Regions from separate parts of the Mus musculus genome. Here region 2 is linked to region 1. Evidence: chromatin contacts called from public promoter capture Hi-C data. All regions are on one chromosome and are shown on one strand. The core of a region is the stretch at or near the end of the contact, and the rest is flanking DNA. Distances in the headings are between cores, read along the strand shown.

Region 1 (6,315 bases), core at 1,388-3,887:
AAAGTATCACACCATCCATTCTATATGCCACCAGTATATGGGCTGTGAAAAGTACCCCTCAATGAGTACCTCAAGAACACAGTGGTGCCAATCATGGCTCCAGGAATGAAGACATGCTGTACCAGACCAAGGCAACAACGTGGTTCCAATCGTGCACAGGAAATATGGAATGGCAGGGGAGGTAGAGCTCCACTGTGTCCCCCTGAAGTTACATACATGAGTCACTCTGCAGAATCCTGAGTGCAAAAAGGAGCTGCAGGGCCGTTCACAGACACAACCAACCCAGAGCCCTGTCTGCATGGGAGGTCTCTCTGCAGTCCCTATGTACTTGCAGAAACCTGGTCAAAAGGATCAAGATCAGCTTTTCTTCAATAAATAGCCTTTCAAAGAGATGACAGAAGGTCATATAACATAAAAGAGAAAACTTTAGAGCCCCTGGACCAAATATACCTTGAGCTTTATAAATCAGAGTTAAATTAACTTGTATCCTGCTACAAATCAGCTTTCCAATACTTGATTAATACCTGAGACAGATGGTTTGAAAGAAACAGTGATTCGTTTGATTCTAGTGTCAAAGATATCCTGTCAGGTGGCTTTCATGTTTGGGGGTCTGTGGCACAGAAAAGCCCATGGTGGGACATGTGTATTAAAGCAAAACTGTTCAAGGTCGTGGCAGAAGAAAGGAGGACAGGAAAGGGCACAGGGACCCAAAACATCCTTCAAGGGCAAGGCCACGGCATCCTAGCTTATCCTTATTGAGTCTTACTTCCTAAAGCTGAGCATCCACTCACAGCAGCACAGGCTGCTTACAACCTGGCTCATAAGCTAGATCTGGAAGTGAAAGCCTGGGACCCTAGAACTTCCAGCCTAGTCAGAAGGATAGAAAAATTGAATCCAATCTGGGTTTCTAAACAAGTTCAAACCAAACCCAGGCCCCAGAGTGACACCCTACTCAACACTCCTTAGCACCTCCAAAAGATCAGTCCCTAAAAGATGGGTTACTGTGACAATTTTATAAGAGCTGTGCACTGTCATTTCCATAGACAGCCCGAGCACTGGGCAGAGATATGTCAAATACTGTGTTGGCATTGGGCATCTTTCAGTCAGTAGGTAGGTCAAGAGTAGTCATTGCAAGAGGATTCCAGGGTTGGAGAAATTCCAAGTTTTGGATACAATCTCTCAACAATGGATTCTGCAAATAGACACCTATCAATTGGGACAGCAAAATTCTCACTGTGGCTTATAGGTCAAGTGAGGAAGTATTTCTTGAGACAATGCCCTATGATATTCATCAAGTTTTGGAAAGAAAAAACTCAAGGACTTACTACCAAGATGTTACCCTGACTTTACTTCACTGCAGAATTGGGAGCAGTTCTGGGGATATGTGAGTGGATTGGAATGCAAGGGAGATTTGGATAACAAAAACAAAAAACAAAAAACAAAACCAAAAAAACAAAACAAACAAACAAAAAACCTTAGAGAGGTATTTAATCTGTTGAAGCCAAATCTCTTAAAGTATTTGATGCTGCAAATATAGCTCAGGGACAGGGTGCACAAGGTTCCAGGTTCAAACCCCAGCACAAAGAAAAACAAATAAAATTTCCATTACATTAATATATCTGTTTTAACATTGGCTAATAGTAACTCTGGCATCTTAGATAAAATAGTGCTCTCCTGAGCATCCATGGTGTAAAATAGTTCATTAGTACTAAGTCTGGAGCAAATGAGGGTAGATGGAAATGTACAAAGGAATCTTTTACAGGAACCAATAAGAAAGATACTGTGCAATAGGAGTACAGTGTTTTCTTATTGTTTCTAAATGCAATTTTTATAGTTTATTTTTTAATTTCACATGTATCTGGACTGATATGTGCCATGCATGTACAGGTACTAACAAAAACTATACAGGTGTCAGATTCTGTGGACCTGAAGTTATCTGCAGTTGTGGCCTCCGGGTGACAAACTGGGGTGCTCTGGAAGGGAAGGAATCTGGAAGAGGGGAGGTTCTCATAATCACTGACATCTCACCGATCCCTAAGGATTATTTTTACTTATGTGTCTCTGTGTGTCTGTGCACATGTGTATGAACATGCCAACTGATGCTATTAGAAGACATAAGATGACCTGGAATAAAGTTACAGGCAGTTGTAAGCAACCCAGCATCTGTGCTGAAACCAATCTTGGGTGCTCTGGGAGAGCATCAGGTGCTCTTAACCACTGAGCTATCTCTGCACACCCCAACATCATATAAGTTTAAAAATGAAAGACAGAAATGAAAATGTCTCTTATGATTCTGGCTTTCCAAAGCTTTTTATTTCTAACTGTGTACCCAGGCTAATAGAAAACTTGGTCTGTCCATTACTGAAAACAGTTATGAAGTGTGCAGCCAATCAAAAGGATTTCTATGTAGAGTTCAGATTCAGACTTCAAACTGCCCTGCACAAGAGGACTTGGAATTTATTCCTTACAATGGAGCCAGAAGCACCATGACTTGGCCAAGTGAAGAAACAGAAGGCTGGTTGCACAAGCAGGCAATGTACCAATGTGTGGGTTCTGCACCAACTCCACCCACAGAGCCTGCTGTATATCTATGGACCCAAGTGGAGCTCACCCATTATCCCTGATTTCCAGGACAACCAGCGCTCAGTTCCACGGGAGCCACAAAGCAGACTGGGTAAGACACTGACTGTCTGGGCCTGGGACAGGAGGGGCAGTGATGGGACAGTGTCCAGGAGAAGTCCCACCGTGGACCCACAGTGACAGCAGAGGGCCTTCAGGAAGAGATATGGAAAACTGAGGTAGGGTGGAAGTAGTCACTTCTCTTCTGTCCTCACAGGAAACATGGGTCTGAAGCTGCTTGAATCCAGACTTTGTCTCCTGCTGCTGCTGGGACTTGTCCTAACGCTTGTCTCATGCCAGCGACCAACCCCTTCCCAGAAGTTTGACATCCAGCATATCTATAAGAAATCCTCTCCCAAATGTGATGATGCAATGCGGGTCGTTAACAAGTATACAGGAAAATGTAAGGACTTGAATACTTTTCTTCATACAACTTTTGCTGATGTTGTCCGTGTGTGTCACAATCCACCCAAGACTTGCAAAGACGGGACAAGTCCAAATTGTCATGATAGTTCATCTAAGGTATCTGTAACTATCTGTAAACTCACAAAACGGGCAAGGAATTATACCCACTGCAGATACAAAACAACAGGAGCAAAGAAGTCCTACACAGTTGCCTGTAACCCCAGAACTCCAAAGGACCGTCCCACCTATCCAGTAGTTCCGGTTCACTTGGATCGGCTATTTTAGCTCCAGTGCCAGCACTTTGTACCTTCCCTCATCTGCTACTGCCGAGATCATAGTAGTGAAGAACGAATTCCTCTGTCTGCGCTGCATATCAGCACCTGTCCTCATGAAACCTATCCCTGGCTTCCTTTACTTTAGCTGAAAAGACCTTTTCTAGTCAATAAATACCTTTGTATACTCATCTCGATCTGTAGTATCTCTGTGTGCCGCAGACGGACCTCACTTGGGTCCTCGATCCACAGGCGAAACTCGGGTTCTGGTTACAGGCAGACAAGGAGTTGGCATGGATAGCAAACAAATACAAACACAAGGGAGGCGGTATCTGAATGTAATTTGTCAAATTGAGCATCAAACTTTTAACGCAGAAGAAAATAGGGCAGTTAGGTGACACATTGGCAAGGAACAATGAGGTTACCGGATGCTTAATGACTCTTACACAAAACAGGGAAATGCAAACATAAAGACTGGCAGGAAGTGGGCAATAAAACAACTGAGACAAAGTCAGCTCTATCTAAGGTCAGCTATATTCTTAGAAGCCAGGTGTGAGGTCTTTACACTCCCGGGGCAAGTGCTTTCATGCCCAAGCCATAGTTCTAATTAGGGAGTTCCGCTCTAGCTAACCTTCTCATAAATATTGCAATATTCTAGTTCCTTCTCAAATCACAGCCCGATCTACTTCCTAAACCACTGTAATTTCCTGTATATGTGAGTGACTCGGCTTTTATTTTAAGTGATTGTGGGGGGCGGGGGGAACTTTCTATTAATAAGTAGTGTAGTCTGCCATATATAACTATAATAAGAATTCTAAACTTACTTTGCTAAGCTTGCCCTGAGATTTCTAACTCTATGTAGTAGATAGTAATGCCTGATTTCTTTCACTATCTCTCTTAAAATACTAGAGTCAATTCTGAATGTCACTGAATAGGCAACATTCTTACTGAATTCCAAACCCAGGGTCAGCTCAAGGTATTGGTGAAGGCCAGGAAGCAAAGTTCAATTTTGCTTAGGTATTTAGCAAGTCGTTGCTTGGAGGCACCTGTAACAAAACCATACTGAAAGAAAGCACACAGATCCATTCGCAAGGACAAGTTTGGAGCATTCGTTATACGGGATGCCACGTTTCCAGGAGATTAAGTTTCCGTGAACTTTTCACCTCTGGACTGTGTCCAGGTTTCTAGTCCTGTCACACGAGTCACTACTGGAATGGGCTTAGCATCTGTATCTGACAAGGGTGGGGAGAGAGGAAGGGGGAGAGACAAACACAGAGACAATTGTGTGTGTGTGTGTGTGTTCGTGTGCGTGTGCCTGTGTGTGTGTGTTGAGGCAGGATCTCATACCTTTTGAGGCACCATTGCACTCCCAGGAAACAAAAGAATCTGAGAAGAGATGGGCACCTTTTCAGAATGTTCCTACATGGCATCTTCCCTGAAGTTTCTCTGTGAGAAGAAGTGGCTGGCAGAGGAGACCAGGGAAGTGGGATCTCTCAGTGAGGCTATCCCTTGCACTGTCCCTGCTTAGCTGTCTTCAGAGGCCAATTCTGAGATCATTCAACACAAACAGGAAGGACAGATTCCAACATAGAGGAACTGGAATCCACACAGAAAACAGATGAATAATGAAAGGTCCTGCCCTGACTCCTGAGGGCAGAACTGTAGTCAGGAATCAGTTTCAGACAGGAAACTACCATTTCTTCCCTACCATGCATCATGGGTGAGCTGGGCATCGCCAGATGTGGCCGTGAAACTTCCTGTAGCATCAGATACAGAATGGGTCACTGGGGTGACATCCTCAGGTCCACACCTCTGACTTTCAGTCTGGATCCCCAGCTTCCATTTTGCTCTTCCTTCCTGGGATCCCAGATGCAATACTTAGCCTCTCCTCAGTCAGGCCTGCAGGGAAGCCACTACTCTTGAGCAGCAAGTGGATTAGTTGTGGAATCTGCACTTCTGGGTTGGTGTGGAATCTTGCTGAGTCTGGCATGGCCTTGGTGTGGACAGAATGACAGGGTTCCTGACCCTGGAACAGGACCAGCAGATGTGGACTGCCATGGCATAAGGCTTGTTTGTATAATTATGTACATATTTTCATGTTTGCTTGACCAATGTCATCCCTGTTAACCTTAATGACTCCATAAGGACCTGAGGTGTGTGTGTGTGTGTGTGTGTGTGTGTGTGTTTGCTAAAGATTTCAAGTTTCTACTATGCATATTGTAACTTCTAATAGTTTTCATTTTATTGAGACAATTGAGGTAGAAACCAAGTTCCATATACGATATTCTTTTACACACCACACCCAACACTACTATTTTGCATCATATTTCATACAGAAAAGTCAGTCATTCTCTTTCTTAACCATGACCACCAGCCATCAAATCCAGGAAATTCAAGAAGAAAGATGGTAGAGGACAGGCAGGCCTGCCCACTACAACCTCTACAGAATAAGCTGGGAAATACTTGTTAACAGCTCTCAGTTAGGTGATCGATATCTCAGTATCTCAAGTTGTAATAGCAAAGTCAATGGGGAAATTTACAAAGCAGAAGGGAAAGTCCAGAGCTCATTTCCTATAAGCTGACACTGAAAGAGAGAAGGGGTGGATGGGACCAGAGCAAAACAGAGGTGCCCAGCTAAGCTGACATTGCCAGTGAAGCTCACATAAATGTCAGAGGAGAAAGTGCTGGACAGAGTAGAGGGTGCTGAGTGGGGTAGAGAATGCTGAGTCAGGCAGAGTATGAATGCCTCCTGGGCTAGGTGTGGGCTTCTCTGGAGTCTCTGGAAGGTCCTGCCTGGGCTCTCAGAGATCTGTTCTGTTCTCTTAAGATCAAATCACCAATGATCGGCATGTTCTGGACAGTGGTTCTGGAGACCAGTGTTGAGTGTCACACATGCCCCATGGCAGTTCTGTCATCCTGGGTCAAGTTGTAGATGCAGGACCCAGCCCTATGCAGTCCTTGCAAACATCTGGAGAGCTACTCTTAGCTAATGTGTAAGATCCTCTTCAGACTCAGTCCC
Region 2 (6,315 bases), core at 1,071-3,570, 180 kb after region 1:
TACAAGGCCTCACTGATACCCTGGGGCACTCTATTCAGGTCAGTCATCACCTGATCATGTTGCATCTTGATTATGAAAGTCTCAAAGTTGATCCTGTGAGAGGGAATGGCCCAAGGAGCAAATAATCCCATGAACTAAGGATACATGGATCATGTCAATTCAAGCTGAATCGTGGACTATCACAACCCATATATGCCACGACCTATCCCCTTGTTACTGGTTCCACTTGGAGCTTATTAAAATTATTACTCTTCTTATGGGGTCAGTAGAGCCAGGGAAGTAAAGGCAAAGAGCTGACCTGATTTATATCCCTGAAGGGACTTGAAAGAATAGACTATCTCTCCAAGAACTTTCCAGGAACCTGTACCACAGGCCTGGGTCCTCTTTAAGCTTGTGATGACACATCTGTTTGTAGGCAAGAAACTGTCAATCCTTGCTTCTATTGCTACATAAATTCCCAAAGGACATAATCAGTATCTACAGGGAAAAGCCTTTATAGCATACACCAGGAGTTTCCAGTGTGCACCTAAGGTGAGCACCAGAGGTCATGGGCTGAGCTGCTCAAAGTGAGGTACTATGGATTCATCAATACTATTGCCTGGAAATTGTTTCATGCAAAATCTCAGGCCCCATCATACTACACAGATCTCCAGTTCTTAAGTGGAACATATACACACATACACACAAACACAGAAATAGACACACACACACACACACCACATAATCAAAGATAATCAAAATGCCAAATAAACACACTGATATGGAATTATTTGAGAGTATAATGGATACAATTTGATAAAAGCAGTGATGAACTGATGCCAATCCAGTCATACTGAGAGGCAGTATGTGGAACCAGGTGTCTCCAACTGTTGACAGGATCAATTGAACCCAAATTACCTTCAGGACAATTGCAAACATGATTGGCCATAAACAAAGAGTACTTTGCATCTCCCACAAACCAACACCTGTAGAGGATTCTTTCAATGCAGGATTAGGATTCACACACTACTACCCTTATCCGCAGACTGTCTTTCATACCACAGGCTCTGGTTTACTTTTGGAGGAATCAAAAGTGTCTGAGTCACATATCACTACTATCAGAACTTGAAGTTCTGTGTTGAAAATCCAATCAGCAAAATTAATTTGGATATTCAGACAGCCTGGAGTTGTAGCCACCTGTGGTATGAGGGAATCTGGGCTTAACAGGGATGGCCCAAGATAGTCAGCAAAGAACTGGGCATAATGACTACCTGTTGTTCAAATCCTTGTTAGTGTAATTGGCCAGGGTTCCCTGGAATTAATCTCTCTCATTTTTGATCTTCTGGAGATCCCTTTGAGCTTCTTCATCCTCTTCATTCTCTGCTCCTGCTTACTGGTGGTGGAGGGTTGGGGTGATGTCTTTCCAACAGACCATGTAGGTTGATAAACACTGGTAAACTTGTAGAGATAATATAGTACAGGGAAAGTGAAACCATGCTTAGTCCACACAGAAGTCTGAGCAATTGGAAAATCTAGAGATACACAGAATCCCTGAAAGAGTAGGAAAGCTATCTTCAAGCTGGGCTCCTCAGGTAGATCCCTGTTCCCAACCACCATCATTAACCATTTTCCTCCCCCCTCCCTATTGCAATTTCCCTAGATCTGAAATGCATAAGCTCCCCCCTACAAGAAGAATTGGAGGGCATTGTCAGCTCTTATTGGACAATATAGTCCGTACTACTTAGCACAATAAAGAGTGACCATAAACACCAGCACCTAACATCTCCCGTTAGCCTGTCCATGCTTCTTAAAAGGCATGATGAGAGCTCACAGATTACTATACTAACCCCAGACTGTGAATCAGTCCACATCTTGTGTGTTCAATTCCAAAGTGTCTGGGACCTTGAGTCATGAGCATGGGAATATCCCACTCTGTTATTGGCATCACATCCTCATGTAACCTACTGGAAATTCTAACAGGACGAAGTGCTTCAACACTCTATCCTGAGAGAAACACTTTGTTATCCTCACAGAGATTCCTGGTATAATTTTCCAGTCAGGATAAAATTAAAAGCTCTCATCAAAGCAAGTGTTGTTTTCTCAAATCATAAGCCCTATTCCTGGAAGGACCAGCTCAAGCCAACGTCCTCCATGTACCTCCCCAACCTTTGCCCAGGACTCATTGTGACTTACCCATCAACATTTCTTTCTTCCCATTTCCCAACATGACAGAATGCTGGCCTCCTTCTGCCTAAGTCTTGACTCTGTGTGTATTATATTTTCCCTCTGAAATAGCATGAGAAGCATGGATAACCTGCCTGCTTGTGAACCCAATAGGCTCTGAAGGAATATACCACAGGCAGTTGGTGTCAAGCAACAATGGTGACATCACAGAAGATTCAAGGCTTCTCCTGGATACAAGAGATTGTCCATGGATGTGACTACTGATGATACCACTGGGAACTACTATGGCCCACGTTCTTACCAGCTTGCCCCATTTAGACGAGTTCCTGAGGTGCATGTACAATTAGATATTCCCCCTGTACCTGAGTTCCCCTTTTCCCAAGAACAAGGGGTTTTCATACATTAAAAAAAAGGGGGGGGACTCTCTTTTGACCCAGGTAAGACCAGTTGGCACCTTCTCCTTCCAAAGCTAGAGATTTCTCACTACTTTACTACAAGTCAAGTGCTTAGGATGGGGAGAGCTTGTTAGTGCCGTAGCATAGGTGGCTTATCTTTGGTAGGACCTGATACTCTAGGATCATTGCATGAGGTAGATTGTTATCCAATATACATCTACTTCTGGGGTCCATTCATGTAACATACAGTCCAATTCCCCAGATTGCCCTGTTTCCCAGAGGCCAAATTCATTCTTCTGTACCTTTAATGTTGCAAATGTTGTATTATATTTTTTAGTGTGCACATACCTTGAGAGGATATATTGTGTCAATGTATTGAGACATGTGCTTATACAAAATCTCTGATTTACAATCTGAATTTTTTGCAATGAAAACTCCCTTGCACTTGGCAATAGAGGAACTCAGATACTGGGGACTCACAAATATCTATATCAGGATCTGATGCCCTCTTCTGGCATGTGGGTGTATATGCAGCAGAGCACTCATACATTCAAAAATATTTTTAAAAAATAAAATAATATAATCCATTCCATCTACATTTTCCAGGTTTGTTGAGCATAGGCTTTTCTAGTCAGACAAGCTGAGCTTTTAATTTCCTTAGTTTCTTTTGTTATGTCTCCCTTTTCATTTCTGAACTTCTTAATTTTGGTACTTTGTGTCCTTTAGTTAGTTTGGCTAAGGGTTTATCTATCTTGTTGATTTTCTCAGAAAAACTAGCTCTAGGTTTCTTTGATTCTTTGTATCTTGCTTTTTGTTTCTATTTGGTTGACTTCAGCCCTGAGTTTGAGTATTTTCTGCCATTTATTCCTCTTAAATGTGTTTGCTTCTTTTCATCCTAGAGGTTTTAGGTGTGCTCTTAAGGTGCTGTTGACTCCTTATTAAGATGACCCCAAATTCTTCCTATCACCAATTTACTCTTTTTTCTTTAATTGGATATTTTATTTATTTGATTTTCAAATCGTATCCCCTTTCCAGGTTTCCCCTCTGCAAACAGCCTATGCCATTCCCCTTATCATGCTTCTATGAGGGTGTTCTCCCACCCAACTACCACTCCCGCCTCACTACCATTGTATTCCTCTACATTGGGGCATCAAGCCTCCATAATATGAAGTGCCTCCCCTCCCACTGATGCCAGATGAAGCCTCTTCAGCTATTTCCGTTCTTCCCCTAACTCCTCCATTGGGAGTCCCTGTGCTCAGTCTGATGGTTGATTGTGAGCATCGGCATCTGTATTGTTCAAGATCTGGCAGAGCATCTCAGGAGACAGCTGTATCACTCTATCTCCTCTCAGCAAGCAGTTCTTGGCATCTACAATAGTGACTGTCTTTGGTGACGGCATGTTAGATGGATGCCCAAGTTGGGTAGTCTCTTTATGGCCTTTCCTTCAGTCTCTGCTTCATTCTTTGTCTCTGTCTTTCTTTAGACAGGAGCAATTCTGGGTTACAATTTTAGAGATGGGTGGTTAGCCCTTTCCCTCAACTGGGGAACCATGCCTAACCTCTGGATATTGTCTCAACAGGTTTTTCCTTCAGTTTGTGTGGTATTTCAGCTAATGTCATTCCGGTGGAGGTACTGGTAAGCTTTTGCTTTCTTGTCATCTGGTACTTTCTGGTTGCTACCCCCAGTTCCCCAAGGCACTCAGTGCTGACAATTTTCCTGATAACACTGCTTTCCTTGTGTCCCAAATGATGGAGTATGCTGCTTCTTTGTTTTCATTGAATCATAGAAAGTCTTTCTTTCCTGACCAAGTTATCACTGAGTAGATAGTTTTTCTGTTTCCATGAATATGTGGGCTTTGTGTTGTTCTTGTTGTTATTGAAGACCAGTCTTAGTTCCTGGTGATATGATAAAATACATGCTATTCTCTCAATCTTCTTTTATCTGTTAAGGATTACTTTGGGTCTGATTATATAGTCAGTTTTATAGACTGTTCCACAGTGTTTTTATAAGAATCTATCCTTTTTAAAATTGGGAGTGAAATGTTCTGTGGATATCTGCTAAATTCAATTGGTTCACAATTTCTTTTACTTACACCGTGTCTGTCTTTAATTGCTGTTTGGGTCACATGTTCACTGGTGAGTGTAGAGAGTTGAAAAATGCCATTATTATGTGTGGTTCAACCTGTGTTTTGAGATTTAGCAATGTATCTTTTACAAATCTGGGTGCCGTTGCACTTAAGCATAGGAGTTCAGAATTGAGGCTTCCTTTCGGATGATGAGTATGAAGTGTCCTTTCTCATCTCTTTTGATAACTTTTGGTTGAAAGTCTACTTCTTGAACTTTAGAATGTCTTCTTCAACTTGGTTCTTTTAGACCATTTGCTTGCAAAAGTTTTTTGCAGCACTTTACTCTGAAGGAATGTATTGGTTTGACACTGAGGTGTGTTTCTTGCCTGCAGCAAAATGCTGGATATTGTTTATGCGGTGTGACAGGAGATGATGAACAGAGAGAATTCTATAAAATGCATTGTTTACATTTGTGACAATGTTGCAATGAGCACAAAATAGATGCTATAACAGCCTATGTAATAATATATGGCAGTACATAATATTATACAAAAGCTTGAGGCCTGAGTTCAGAGTCCTATCACACCTATCTAAAGCTTCTCATGGAGTCATGCACCTGTAATAACAGCAGTGGGGGGGGCACCTAGGCAAATCCCTGAGTACAGTGGGTAGTGTAGCCAATTGCTGAGGTCCCTGATCAGTGAGAGACCTCTTCTTGAAAATTACAATGTTAATGTGTTGGAGGCAGATACCCAGTAGCAACCTCTGACCTCAACTTGTATGCACAACCCCACACCTCCTAAAAGAAAATTGTCATGAAGCATTACTGACTAATGTATTGATGTCATCCCTTGTAAACTTAGTATGCTTCATCATGTCTTCGGCTTCCACTCTATTCAAACAACTTTCTGACAGTTCATTGCTTGGTGTCTTCTCTCCAAAAGTTGGATTCTGCAGAGAAAATTGAATTATTTCGTTATTTTTTTTAATCATCTTCTTACACTCCAGATTTAATCCCCTTCACGGTCTACTATCTGACTCTTCCCCACCCATACCTTCATCCAGACCCCGTCTCTACCTGGATGTTCCCACGCCATCCACAACTGTCACCCCACTAGCTCTACCCTCCCTTAGGCCTCCAGTCTTTTAAGGGTTAGGTGTATCTTCTCTGACTGAACTTCGACCTGGTAGTCCTTTGCTGTATATGTGTTTGTGTCATAAACGCTGATGTATGCTGCCTGGTTGGTGGTTCAGGGTCTGACAGGTCTCTGGGATCCAGGTTAATTGTGTCTGCTGGTCCTGCCACAGGGTCACCCTGGCCCTCAGCATACGTGTTCTTTTGGGTCCGTGTTACCTCATAGTCTGAGTAGTTCGACCCATGTACATGCAAATCTCAGGATGTCCTTGTGCTTAGTAGCTTAGTAGTATTCCACTGTGTAAATGAACCATATTTTCTATATCCATTCTTCTGTTGTTGGACATCTGTGTTTTCTCCAGCATCTGGGTATCACAAACAAGGCTTCTATGAACATAGTGGAATGTGTAGCCCCTTGGTATGGTGGGGCATATTTTGGGTTTATACCCAAGAGTGATAAAGCTGGATCTTCAGGCAGATATATTTTCAATTTTCTGAGGAAGCTCCAAATTGATTTTCTGAGTGGTTTTTTTTTTTACAAGTTTCCAATACCACCA

The links. Capture Hi-C pulls out chosen DNA fragments and counts their contacts.
Region 2: a contact with region 1 is called in a promoter capture Hi-C map of liver, with 2.9 times the contacts expected there. The contact joins the promoter of 4930597G03Rik here to the promoter of Rnase2b in region 1. A contact is called at or near these places in 2 of 39 promoter capture datasets (embryonic stem cells and hippocampal neurons), 2 of 15 datasets of contacts at CTCF or cohesin (pro-B cells and stem cell-derived epiblast-like cells), 31 of 484 Hi-C or Micro-C datasets (the BV-2 cell line, adipose-derived mesenchymal stem cells, bone marrow-derived dendritic cells and 18 more), 1 of 115 datasets of contacts at active chromatin or transcription factors (bone marrow-derived dendritic cells) and 1 of 9 other capture datasets (liver).

What each region holds. Positions count from the first base shown.
Region 1 is chr14:51,159,623-51,165,937 of GRCm38.p6, forward strand. It overlaps Rnase2b (ribonuclease, RNase A family, 2B (liver, eosinophil-derived neurotoxin)), which reads left to right and starts at 2,638. Exons shown (of 1, transcript NM_019398.2): 1 at 2,638-3,396. The coding sequence starts at 2,842. The coding sequence ends at 3,309.
Region 2 is chr14:51,343,169-51,349,483 of GRCm38.p6, forward strand. It overlaps 4930597G03Rik (RIKEN cDNA 4930597G03 gene), which reads right to left and starts at 2,321. Exons shown (of 5, transcript NR_045736.1): 1 at 2,173-2,321; 2 at 1,251-1,437.